2 separate regions of the Zea mays genome follow, and region 2 is linked to region 1. A link is a contact called in public Hi-C data. All regions are on one chromosome and are shown on one strand. The core of a region is the stretch at or near the end of the contact, and the rest is flanking DNA. Distances in the headings are between cores, read along the strand shown.

Evidence for each region. Hi-C and Micro-C count contacts between places; a contact is called where the count stands out from the background.
Region 2: a contact with region 1 is called in a Hi-C map of ear, with 7 times the contacts expected there. The contact joins the promoter of LOC103638137 here to the promoter of LOC100278286 in region 1. A contact is called at or near these places in 3 of 25 Hi-C or Micro-C datasets (bundle sheath, ear and tassel) and 1 of 3 datasets of contacts at active chromatin or transcription factors (leaf).

The regions. Positions count from the first base shown.
Region 1 is chr9:25,420,808-25,427,726 of Zm-B73-REFERENCE-NAM-5.0, forward strand. It overlaps LOC100278286, which reads left to right and starts at 4,826. Exons shown (of 1, transcript NM_001151609.1): 1 at 4,826-5,643. The coding sequence starts at 4,874. The coding sequence ends at 5,410. LOC100281713 reads right to left here. Exons shown (of 14, transcript NM_001368085.1): 11 at 6,833-6,919; 12 at 6,436-6,542; 13 at 6,174-6,237; 14 at 5,650-6,096. The coding sequence ends at 5,956.
Region 2 is chr9:25,629,923-25,636,641 of Zm-B73-REFERENCE-NAM-5.0, forward strand. It overlaps LOC103638137 (histone H3.3), which reads left to right and starts at 4,912. Exons shown (of 2, transcript XM_008661118.4): 1 at 4,912-5,230; 2 at 5,332-5,942. The coding sequence starts at 5,159. The coding sequence ends at 5,670.

The DNA of each region.
Region 1 (6,919 bases), core at 3,576-6,075:
CCGCCGGCCGCCGCATACGGCATGGATTAGATTATTAGATAAAGATCGGATGAGTAATAAGCAGTGCAAAGTTCATGAACCTGAAATATGCATGCATACACCTGCTGGCGATCTCGGCCGTTGACGGAGCATGCATGTGGTGTGTCCCCGTTCCGGATGGCTCGCACAGATCTACTGTCTACTACTAGCTCCCAGAGCAGAGCAGGCAGAGATGGTTGGCGGTTGGCACAGGTAGAGAGGCAGCCACGCAGTGCAGAGCCGTGGTAGCGATGCGCGAGGCGGATGGACAGGATAGGGAGGGGATAGCGTAGGGGCCAAGTGACCACTCGTCGGCTCTGGCCTTTCGGCGCCCATCTCCTCCTCATCTCATCTCCCTCCACGGTCCACTTGTTTCGTTCGCTGTGTGACAGTAGTGTGAGAGATTCCAGATCCAACACCTGCCGACCCCGTCGTGATCCTGTCCAGCGGCTCCAGAGACAGAGAGGCACGAACACATGCCAAGCTCCCAGCTCCTCCCCTCCCCCCTCACCTCACCTCAGGCCCTCACTCCCCCAGGTACTCAATGCTCTTTCTCTCTTTCAGCCGCCGCTGCTGCGTTGCGTCGTGTGGGAGCTGAGCTAGTGGCACTGGGTGCTCTCGACCGCACTAGGCAGACCAGACGTTGCGTCGTGCCCCATATTCGCCGTCGCCGTGCCTTTCAGCATCTATCTGGGAGTGAATGACTTGGGCTGGGTGACGGATAGCTGACCATCTCAGCTCTCTCGAAGAACAAGATCGTAGGAGAACCTCCTAGTCCTTTGCCCCTGTCGACACTTTATATGCTGGTGTGGTGTCCATCCTGTCGCTGCTGGGGGTGCCAATTGCCATGCCCATTGTTTGTTCGGTCCCGTTCACCGGGGATCGGATCGGATCGTCTGTCCAGCAGCACTACCAGTTCGGTTCAGATGCAATGGAATGGAATGGAATGCACCACCGCGCGTTGACGCTGGTCGAATAAGGAGGCTAATGCTGCCTCGTCTAATTCAGCGGTTACGGCAGAAGGTACCAGTTGCCAAAGGTCGGTAGAATAAGTACCCACCATCTGGATCCACCCCTCCAAACTTCAGTGCTCTTATAAGAGACCTAAAACACTTTATCTTCGTCTACACTCTAGAGCTCTCAACGATTTCAAACACTTTATATCAATTTTAAGCTATAAATCCAACATGAGATGGGCTAACTTTAGACTATTTATGTAAAGCTTTAGCTGTATAGTTTAGAGCTAAAATGTAGAGGGGGAAAACATAAACAAGCTAGCCTTAAAAATTAAACTTGAACGATTATTGAATCTGGGAGATGTGTATATCTCGATTCCAATAGAAGAAAAGGATCAGAAAAAAAATGCACCGACTAGACCTGGTTAAAGTGATCTCGTGTTCAAATTAAAACAAGTACGTGTATATTTCTAGCAGTACAAGTGCTCGTGTAAGGCTGCTTGCCACCAACTCTACTACCATCGTGTTGCAGAGATGGTGGTTCGTTCGTCCTTAAAGAAGAAGAAGATTGGCTTCATTCGGACGTAACCACAAATCTTTTCATTCTTTCTTTTCACTGTATCTTTTCTCATCCCAACGCCATCTTTCCCGGCCACGGCGAACCTCGAGTTCTTGCATGGTCTCTAGGTTGATGGTATAGGGCAGGGCACGCACGTGTGTGCTTAACCTGCTGTCATTTTTGTTTAGCAAAAAACTAGTAGCACAGCATGTCAGCATCGTTATCCGGGGACCTCTCATGCTTATAGGAGAACAATGTCGTGCTTCTTTCCTCCACAAATAAAGAGGAGAACTCTACTTCGCAGTTGCGGCGTCAGACATCTCAACTCTTGCAACGTACGTTTCCTTGCCGCCCGGGCAAGTCCGAGTCCGTACAAGGAACCGGTCGTCGAGTCGAGTGGGGCATCTGAAAAAGCTCAGCATCCGGTCCGGTCCGGTCCAGTCCAAGTGTCCCACACTCCAGCTGCAGCTCGACGAACAGAGGTGACACGAACCCAACCTGGGATGGGGGGGGGGGGGGGGGGGGGGGGGGGGGGTAGAGAGATCAGTACGTTTCCGGACAGAGCTGGAACGGTTGGTGCGCCGTGCGCAGTTCTTGCTGACGATAGTTTAGAAACGTTTCGGTTGGTGCGCGCAGTTCTTGCGGCGCCTGCCATGTCTGAACCTGGACACCGCTACGTCTAGCTCCGGGACAGGAGACGAGCGCTTTGACCGGTTCTGATTGTACACGAGTCCGGAGAAGTGATCGGGATTCGGGGACAGTTGTGAAGCTTCGCAGGCTTTGACTACCGCCACACACGTGTGTGTGTGTGCTTGTTTACTAGAAAGATGGTTTGGTTTGGTAGCAATAGCGACGGTGAATTTGAGATAATGACATCTGCTGCTGTCTGCTAAGAAAGACTGGTCAGTGACTCTGAATAAAAGAACCTGCATACATGCAGCTAGATATAAAAGAAAAGAAACGTTGAAGCGTCGCATACCTACTTGTGCTTGCGTTACCTACCTTTACCCCTGTTGGCTGTTGGAAGGCTGAAACGGGAGATCGAGCTATATTATTATTAGTGCCGTCTCTTGCGCTGATGCACTCCTCCTCCGTCAGGCAGGAGCTGATCTAGCCGCGTATTTGTATTTGGACGAAGTGCTTGTCTAGATACGTAAGTAGCTCTAAACGAATGATCTTGTTTCAGAACGTACGGGACGAGCAGTGTAGTATTCTCTAACCTGGAAGGAGGAGTGCAAGCGGATGGAAAAGAATAGTTTAACCTGGAAGGAGTGTATTCTCTAACCAAACCAACGGAAGGACGGCTTGAGTGAATGAATTCTGATCACTCTGTACTATCTGCTTCCCTTTCCAGTCAGAAAGAAGGCAACATGGGTGGGCCAAACGGGCCACCGTCCACCCTAAGATTTGGCCCAAAGTTTAAGAACACTACATATCTTTGGCGTGGAACCTCAGCAATTAGCCGTACATCTTCGACAACCCGCCGCGCTGTTTCTCCAACCCGTCATCGAGGCCCATCGCTAAGCCCAGCACCCAGCCTGCAATTCTCTCCACCTTTTAACACGGTGTTTGGTCCGGGCCTATTTTGGTCTATAACCATTCCCGCCACACTTCAACACCATTGTTTTTGTTTGGTTTGTACGGCTAGCAACCGGGAGCGCCAGCCGCCATGGGAGTTGGCTCTGGTCCATAGCATCTCGTTTGGGCAAATACCTGCTTTGCCCTTGAGGGGTCTCACATCTCTATATAAAGAACCTGTACACCCCTCATAATACAGAGATTAGAAAGAGGCCAGAGGCCCAACCCTATATCATGTGTCTCGTGTGTTTCCTCTGTCGTACTTATGGGAAGGGAGACGGGTTCTCTACAGCTTCTTGCGCCTCTACTGTTGACGGGAGGGAAGGGAGCGGATCTGGTGATCCGTGGTAACATAGTTCTTAACACGTTATCAGCACGCTCTACCGGTAGTGGTAATGGAAATGGAACTTATTGCACCTGCTATCCTTTATTGTAAACGGTTACCGGTCTATGTTTGGTTGCAGCGTGGGATCAAAAAGAAGGATTGGAATTGGCTAACAATCAAAAGGCAACGGTAATGATTTTGAATTGGCTGGTATTGCATCCCACTGCAATCCTTTATGGTATAGTCTAATCAAACATAAAGCAATGGTAATAGATTACTCTGTTAACTGATTACGGCACTAAATCAACGTACCAAACAGCACCATAGTATTTCGTTACAGATTAATTCCATTTCGGTTTGCGTTTACTATAACTCCAACCAAACAGACCCTAAGTTTACATCAGGGCTAGTTTGGGAATCTAAATGCCGGAGGGTATTAGAGGGACTAAAATTTCCTTCTTATATAATTTTAAATAAGGAGAGAATTTTAGTCCCTCTAATCCCCTCCGATTTTTTGGTTCCCAAACTAGTCCTCAAGGAATCACTGCACATCCATGCCGTCGTCACATCAAAGACGCTCAATCTCGGTGAGTTTGTAGGTTATATCAACCAAACATGCCTAAGTTTACATCAACGATTTTTTATACTTTTTTATTCCAAATTCAAATGCTTGAAATTGAATGGGCCAGTTAGGTGTTGTCACTTAAAAAAATTGACATTACGGAAAAAGAAGAATTACCGAGAAAGAAATTATTTTAACGGGTTATTCATTCTAAAAAATAGACATCATCATAGGAAATAAAACGAACAAACTCAATCATTCAGTCATTTCATTTTTTTAGCCCCAGCTACTCATAAGAATTACTGAGTGCCATAATTGTATGCATTCTCTGCCAAAAAAAATGTCCCCTCAATGCTTGCACTAGAGTAGCCTTATGCACCTCTCTCTATACAGTCCGCCCTTGAATATTTGTCGCCGTGACAAATAAAAAAAGAAAACAGTGGGAGTAATTGACTGCCAGGCGATGAAAGCGAAGTCTACAATAGTGACTTCATCATTGCAATCATTTAAGTCATCTGAAGGAAACGAGGCATAGGTATTTATACCGAGAATTGACTCGGCAAACAACCTGGCAAACTAAAACTAAATCCTTACAGGATTCTATACCTATCGATCTAATCTGAACTTAACTGAAACGTGATAAATCTGAAAGAAACTCTGCAGCAGACAAGTTTGTTGCTACAACTACGGACCTGCTTAGGAGTCCGCACGATATTGAGGCGTACGGAGTATGTCCGAGCAGGAATCCAAACCAGGTTAACAAACTATAGCTATGGGCGTCCATATATGCATATATAAACGCTGCCTGCCGCCTGCGTCTCATCCTCGACCAAAACCAATCGACATCGAACTCGAACAGGCTCGAGAAAGCGGCGATGGAGAGCCTCGTCGCCATGATGGCCTTCTGCGAGGCACCGTTCGACGGCACCTCGCCTGCGTCCTCGCTTGCCGCCGGGAACAGCTCATCTTCGACCAACGTCCCCAAGGCTGGCGGGTATGGCATGGCGTCGTCGAGGCTGGCGTTGCTGGCCGCGAAGTGGCCGATGGAGAGGCTCGCGGCCATGGTGGCCTTCTGCGAGGCGCCGTTCGACGGCACAAGGTCCCCGTCGTCAGGTGCCGCCGGAGGCCGCGCCTGCGCAACGAACGTCCCCGAGGCCGGAGCCGGCGGAGACGTGGCGTCATCGGCACAGGCGAGGCTGGCCGCAGCCGCGAAGAAGCGGCCGGTGGAGAGGCTCGTGGCCGCGATGGCCTTCTGCGAGGCGCCGTTCGACGGCACCTTCGATGGCACCTCGGCTCCGTCGTCGGATGCCGCAAGTGACGTTGAAGATACGGCGGCGTTGAGGCGGCCGTGGCTGGCCGACGCCAAAGAACTAGAACGAGCGGCGATTGCGGCTGTTGCGCGTGAAGGTTAGGACCGTCGTTCATGGGCTCGCATCGCATTGGAGTCACCGAGTCAGCAAGGACTAATGTTCTTTTCTAGCAATAGAACCCCCCAACTACATGGAACATTGGGATACGATACCCTCTTTCCTGGACATGCACAACAGCAAGAACTGCATCCCGGTTCAGTACTGCCATTGGATCGAACAGTAGCAAATGTAGGTGTACAGTGTACTGGAAATTTGCAGAAATTTGTTCAAATCAATCATCTGAGTATTCAAAGAGTCAGTTCTTCAACTGCCTTGCCTTTAAATCAATTTCATGCTCTTGAGACACTACAACTGTTCCACGAAACCGAGTAGAATTTCAATGAAAAATAAAGAAATCAAGAGAACCGTTCCTAACAACAGTTGCATGCATACGTTTGCGTTTCCCTGTGGAAGGCACATCATAACTTACTCTTTTCTTTGACGAAAAAGAATAAATCGCTTGCACTGTTGCGACAAGTTCAGATTTTCATTGCACGGAAGCTCCAAAATTCTGCCAGAAGGTATCAGGAAGGCCCAAACTACATGAGCTAGCAGGAGGCCTCGTCTGTTTCTGTGATGTCCGCTTTGCTTTGGGGTTTTGGGGGATAGAGGTCCCACAGCGCAACCGTGGTATCCGCCGAGCAGGAAGCCATGAGCTTGCAGTCAGATGAGAAGGTCACTGCATTGCACTGCGAAGAGGAAGAAAGTATTAACATTAGATGCCTGCAGAAAATACAGAACGCAATCAGATGGACAAGTAGCATACCGAAGCACTGTGATACTTCAACACGGCTAGAGCATTTCCTTTGTTGTAGTTGTACACTCGAATCCTGCAAGGTTAAAACCACCGAAAAGGTCACAGATGCAACAACAACAACAACTAGAAGGGATGACATTGGGCATCCAGGATCACCCGAACCACATTAACATTGAATTTAATTACTGACACACAAGTCCAAAATCCATCAGAAATGGGTTAGATTGCTACAACTAGTAAACAGTTAAAAAACATGAAAACAGAGAAAAACCTGTGATCCCAGCCAGCGGTTGCAGCGATCTTGTTGTCTGGACGAATTGCTGTGCCAGCAATACCCGGTCGCTCGAGTTCTATTTCTTTCCTAAGAATAAATGTGCCCTGCAACCGGAAGGAAATATCGTATCAACAAAACGAGGCAACAGGCCAAACACTTCCAAGCACTCCTACGGAATAAAAACACTACATCTTCAAATCAAGAAGATGTTTGTGATGAGCTGCAAAACCTTTTAATTATTAACACCAGAATAGCGACACAGTAACATGGTCTATATGCCATTAACAAACCTTGTATAAAGTCTAACACATAGCACACAGTGTTGCACATTCATTTGATACAGAAAAATTAATCGATGCGTAAATCTTCCATGACAGAACAGAGATAAGCAAACCTTTGGATGGTCGAGCGTGAACATGACTACTTTATCATCAGCACCTCCTGAGATTCCACCATTGCAAAATCCATCAATAGCAATGGA
Region 2 (6,719 bases), core at 3,662-6,161, 210 kb after region 1:
TGATTGGTTATTCCGATGCCGATTGGGCAGGGTGTAAGATTAATAGAAAGAGCACATCGGAGACTTGCCAGTTCTTGGGAAGATCCTTGGTGTCTTGGGCTTCAAAGAAGCAAAATTCTGTAGCTCTTTCTACCGTCGAAGCCGAGTACATTGCCGCAGGCCATTGTTGCGCGCAACTACTTTGGATGAGACAAACCCTTAGGTACTACGGTTACAAACTAACCAAAGTTCCTCTTCTATGTGATAATGAGAGTGCAATCCGCATGACGGATAATCCCGTTGAGCATAGCCACACTAAACACATAGCCATTCGGTATCATTTCTTAAGAGATCACCAACAAAAGGGAGATATCGAGATTGCATACATTAACACTAAAGATCAATTAGTCGATATCTTTACCAAGCCACTTGATGAACAAACTTTTAACAAACTTAGGCATGAGCTAAATATTCTTGATTCTAGGAACTTCTTTTGTTGATTTGCACACATAGCTCATTCATATACCTTTGATCATGTATCCTTCATGTGCTATGACTAATATGTTTTCAAGTAAATTTCAAACCAAGTCATAGGTATATTGAAAGGGAATTGGAGTCTTCGGCGAAGACAAAGGCTTCCACTACGTCACTCATCCTTCGCCGTCGCTCCGAGCAACTCTCAGTCTTTGGTATAATCTTCACTCATATGTTTTATCTGCCAAAGGGGAGAAAGTAGTTAGGAAAGGGCTTATATTCCACTCAAGTATCCGTTTTTGGTGATTCATGCCAAAGGGGAAGAAAGTATTAGCCCAAAGCAAAAGGACCGCACCACCACCTAATTTTAAAAAGAGTTTTTCAATTGGTATGATTTTTCAAATTGGCATCTCATTGTGTTCAAAAAGGGGAGAGAGTAGTATTTTCAAAATCATATCTTAAAACCCTCTTGAACACTAAGAGGAGGAATTTTTATCAAGGGGGAGTTTTGTTTAAGTCAAAGGAAAAGCATTTGAATCAGGGGGAGAAAATTTCAAATCTTGAAAATGCTTCGCAAAATCTTATTTATTTACCTCTGACTATCTGCAAAAGGACTTTGAGAAGAATTTACAAAAGAATTTGCAAAAACAAAACATGTGGTGCAAGCGTGGCCCAAAATGTTAAAATTAAAGAAACAATCCATGCACATATTATAAGTATTTATATTGGCTCAATTTCAAGTAATCTTTACACTTACATTATGCAAACTAGTTCAAACATGCACTTCTATATTTGCTTTGGTTTGTGTTGGCATCAATCACCAAAAAGGGGGAGATTGAAAGGGAATTAGGCTTACACCTATTTCCTAATTGATTTTGGTGGTTGAATTGCCCAACACAAATAATTGAAATAACTAGTTTGCTCTAGTGTATAAGTTATACAGGTGCCAAAGGTTCACACTTAGCCAATAAAAAGACCAAGAAATGGGTTCAACAAAAAGAGCAAGGGATAACCGAAGGCAGCCCTGGTCTGGCGCACCGGACTATCCGGTGTGCCACCGGACAGTGTCCGGTGCACCAGGGGACTCCAAGCCAAACTTCGCACCTTCGGGAATTCTCAGAGGCGCTTCGCTATAATTCATCGCCAGCGCGCGCAGAGGAGCAGAGCACGCGCGGGTGGCACACCGGACAGTCTACAGGACTTGTCCGGTGCACCACCGGACAGCCAGGCGGGCCCACACGACAGAACTCCAACGGTCGGAACCCAACGGCCTGGTGACGTGGCTGGCGCACCGGACAGTGTCCGGTGGCGCACCAGACTGTCCGGTGCGCCATGCGACAGCAGCCTCCACCAAACGGCTAGTTTGGTGGTTGGGGTTATAAATACCCCCAACCACCCCACATTCAAGTCATCCAAGTTTTCTACCTTCCAACCACTTACAAGAGCTAGACATTCAATACAAGACACACCCAAGTGACCAAATCCTCTCCCAATTTCACAAAAGCTTTAGTGTTAAGTGAGAGTGATTTGTTGTGTTCTTTTGAGCTCTTGCGCTTGGATTGCTTTCTTTCTCATTCTTTCTTGAGATCAAACTCACTTGTAATTGAGGCAAGAGACACCAATCGTGTGGTGATCCTTGTGGGAACTTTGTGTTCCAAGTGATTGAGAAGAAAAGCTCACTTGGTCCGAGGGACCGTTTGAGAGAGGGAAAGGGTTGAAAGAGACCCGGTCTTTGTGACCACCTCAACGGGGAGTAGGTTTGCAAGAACCGAACCTCGGTAAAACAAATCCGTGTGTCACACTCTTTATTCGCTTGCGATTTGTTTTACGCCCTCTCTCTCGGACTCGTTTCTATTTCTAACGCTAACCCGACTTGTAGTTGTGATTAACTTTGTAAATTTCAGTTTCGCCCTATTCACCCCCCTCTAGGCGACTTTCACATCCCCTGTAGCATAGTCGGTCCGAGGCCCAGGTCGGGCGAGGCGGAGACTTCTCCTGAGGCTGAGGCTGGGGTCGGGCGAGGCTGTGACTCCTCCCAAGGCCGAGGCTGAGGCCGAGGCCTGGGGTCGGGCGAGGCGGAGACTTCCTCTCGAGGCCGCGGCTGAGGCCGAGGCCTGAGGTCGGGCGAGGCGGAGCTCCCTGCTGCGCCGAGGCTGAACTCGGGAGAGGTCACGACTTATTGTTGCTAGTCTTGCCTTGGTGGTTGGCACAGTAGCCGGAGCGGGGTGAATAGCGCTGTTTTCCTGTCAGATCGGTCAGTGAAGGGGCGAAGTGACTGCGGTCACTTCGACCTTGCCGACTGAGGCACGCGTGTCAGGATAAGGTGTCAGGCGATCCCCGCATTAAATGCGCATGCGATACAGTCGGTTGATAGGGCGATACGATCTGGGCTCCAGGCGAGCCGAGGGTGCGCTCACTGCCTGAGGAGGCCCTCGGGCGAGGCGTGAATCCGCCCGGGACCACTGTTCCCGCCCGAGGGCGAGGCTGGGCTCGGATGAGGTTGCGTCCCTTGGTAGACGAGACCCTGACTTGAACCACGCTTTATCAGCTGTGTATGGTTTGTTCTGAAGATGTTTTCTAGCCGGATTAAGGAGCATTGGGGGTACCCCCAATTATGGTACCCGGCACCTTTTTTCTTCTTTGTTCAGCGAATCTGTTATTTTTTCGCGCACCACTCCGCGCGGGATTAGCTTTAGGATTTTAGGAGTAGTACTATATGAAGAGCAGAAGAGGGCATTGACGGCTGGCCGATGGCACAATATTACTGGTGTTGCTGCTTCCCTCTCATCTAGTGTCTAGTCTAGTTCTGTCTGCTGCCTGCTAAGGGCAAACACAACATGCATGTACAGCAGCACCAACACCACCATGCTTGCTATTGGCTATCGCTAGCTATAGATGGAGTGTGTGCACTCTATAGCTTTGTTGCAATATTGCAAGCAAGGACCACGCTATGCTACTGGCGTCTAGTGTGTTGTGTGTTGTTGGCTTCATTCTTTCATGCTCTCACTCTCCCTCTCCCTCCAATGATAATGATGGTCTGACCTAGCTCCATCTCTGATTGTTCCAAAATCGACATCTATCCTGGTAGTCTCATGCATCTCTGATCATCTATACATAAATGGAGCCAGTCAACCTGCAGAGCCAGTACTATTACTACACCACATGAATAATACTAAAGGTCGTGCACCATTTCATCGTATATGATTGATTCTATTAACTAAGTAGATGTATGTATTGCTCTTTGACTGGTAGCTAGGTGGTGCTAGTACTATATTCCCAGTACCCAGTCAGGACTCAGGAGCATGGATGTCTTTTGCACTGTTATTGAGTTGCTTCCATCAGTCGGTCAAACAGATATAATACATTGCAATTGGTATTTTTTAGGTGCATAGCTTGTTCTTCTCTTCTTCAGGGCTCAACCTCTGAGGGTAGGGCAGAGAAAGGAAAGGATCAATTAATGAAGTGAAAAGGCTCTAGACTCCAGCTCCAGTTTAACACAAAACAAAAAAAATCAATCAAGGGAAATTAGAGAGAGAACAAGATCTTTACTTTTTTTCTCCCCTCTCGAAAAATTAGATCTTTTCTTTACCGGTCGCCAGTTGACTAAGCAAGAGAGACCAATGCAATCATCTCTATAGGAGTCACCCGCTCATCGCTCACCAATTCACCATGCCTTTCCGTTCAATTAGTTCCTCTACATAAGCAATTTACAGCAGCGCGCAACAAATAAATGGGAAACAGTTAGCTACAATATTCATGGAAGAGTGAGCTACAGAAATTAAAGAAGAGAAGACCATCTGTCCATGGATGGATGGATGCATCATATGTGAGTTGGTCCGAGGAACGAACTCATATGCAGTGAATTAGTGCCTACATATCAAGAACTGTTGTAGATAAAATGATGTTTTACTTCTAAACTATATTTATCAACTTCGTAAACAGCTATTTTTTAAGGAGCTATTTTTTTTCAAAAACTAGTGAAGTTACTCTTACACCCTACCAAGGTCATCATATCAAAATTCGCTATATCCATACTATAATAGAATTTTTACCCATCCGACCTCAAGTTCGACGTACCCACTGCCCATCCCACTGAGAAATTTGCTATTTTGTCACTCTCAATTTTGGCTGCCTGTCATTATGCCATCCCGTGTCTATGACTGGTGGGACCGTCTGTGTCTATGATTTGTGGGTCCGATGGCATACTGGCGAAGCCCACAAATGATAATGGCAAAATTGCCAATGGCTCCATCCCACTACCACTCTACCCATACCAGTTTGGCGTACCCATTGCCTCTTCGACACGGAGTGCAAAACCGACTAGGTGCCCGTTCCGCCGCGAAGCCCGCCTATTCCAAACCCACGTCGCCCTCGGTCGCTGGCAGCCCGGGCCCCACGTCTTTCGCCACGTCACCGATCCGTGCTTCCCGTCCCGCCCACCAATCACAGCCTCAATTCCACCTCTCCACGGATCGTGTGTTTTCTCTCGCCCGCCCCGCGCCGTCCGATCCCGCCTCGCATCCCGAATCCACTTTCCCAACGGTCACATGAGACCGCCTTGGTCCACGCCCGCCCTCCCGCACCTCTCCCGTGATCTATATAACTCCCCCCGCGCCCCAGTTCCCGTCCCTAGCCACCGCATCGTCGCCCTCAAATTCGTTCCGTCCAGGCAAGGAAGAAATCGAGCAGCCAAGGAGAGGAGAAGATGGCTCGTACGAAGCAGACCGCCCGCAAGTCCACCGGAGGCAAGGCCCCGCGCAAGCAGCTCGCCACCAAGGTTCGTCTCTACCTACCCGTACCGATCTGCTGTTCCGATCCCCTCGATGGTTCCCGTTGTAAGACGGCGCTGACGCGGCGGCGGTTGTTGTTTTGTTGCAGGCGGCGAGGAAGTCGGCGCCGACGACCGGCGGCGTGAAGAAGCCCCACAGGTACAGGCCCGGGACGGTGGCGCTGCGCGAGATCCGCAAGTACCAGAAGAGCACGGAGCTGCTGATCCGGAAGTTGCCCTTCCAGCGCCTGGTCCGTGAGATCGCTCAGGACTTCAAGACGGATCTGCGGTTCCAGAGCCACGCCGTCCTGGCCCTCCAGGAAGCCGCCGAGGCCTACCTCGTCGGCCTGTTCGAGGACACCAACCTCTGCGCCATCCACGCAAAGCGCGTCACCATCATGCCCAAAGACATCCAGCTCGCCCGCCGCATCCGCGGCGAGCGCGCGTAGGCGTATCTCGCGCCCGGCCCCAGTGGCGGCGGAGGGATGGAGGAGTGCAATTTGTAACTTTATGCTGTTTGTTCGCTTTTAGACGGCGCGGCGAAGAAGTAGTGTAAAAACGGCTTTACAAGTCTATTTTGTGCGGTAGTTCGTGTAGGCCGCTTCGTCCCGAAGCGATCTTGGTAAAAGACTGATCATTCGTGTTGCCAAACGACACAATTCGTATTTTTTTGTGTGCCGTGTAGAACACGGTTTGTTGTTATTGGAATGGTTCACCGAAATCTGTGTGCCCGTTTGGGTAAATATCGAGGGCACGGGAATCAGCAGCTAGACCTAATCGATGTACTGTAATTGCCCTCAGACGCAAGACAATGAGGCAATTAGCAGTCGTTGCGTTGGAGGGCTGTCCGGTCTGAAAAATGTGGTGTTAGTCCGGATTTTGGAACAAAATTGTCTTTTTTTTTCTCTTCTAATAGGACGCGAACCCCGGATACACGTGCAACACGATGGTCTTTTTGAGGTCGGTTTTGAATTCCGTTTCCGTGGACTCTGCAGCTAACAGGGAAATGAGTTTCCCCGATATTCAAACTCTTCTACTCTTCTATAGAGCAGATGACACGGTCTAAAGACTCTTTCCACTTTCGGAATCTCCGTAAAATTGGCGCCCCGGTGAAAACAAATAGCTCAATATAATTTAGAACATCACTGACCATAATTTATTGCTGTAAATTTTGTTTGTCCAAATTTATTTCGGTTTAGATACGTAGTAAAAAAAAGTAAACAACAGTCGAATAGGTGATCACATAGGCACTGTCCACTGATTCTGACGCAAATCTCTGAAATGAATTAGATCGTTCGTTCAAAGCTCAAATTTTCTAATTGGCACAACTGATTTGTAATCCAGCTAAATTAATCCTAAGTGCCGCTTTATACAGTCCAAAGAATTTAGAATATAATCCCTCCGTTCTAATTTAGAATTCATTTAAATCTTTTTACCTAAGTTTGACTAGCTCATCTTATTTATTTTTTATGATTATTATTAATTTTTACTTTGATAT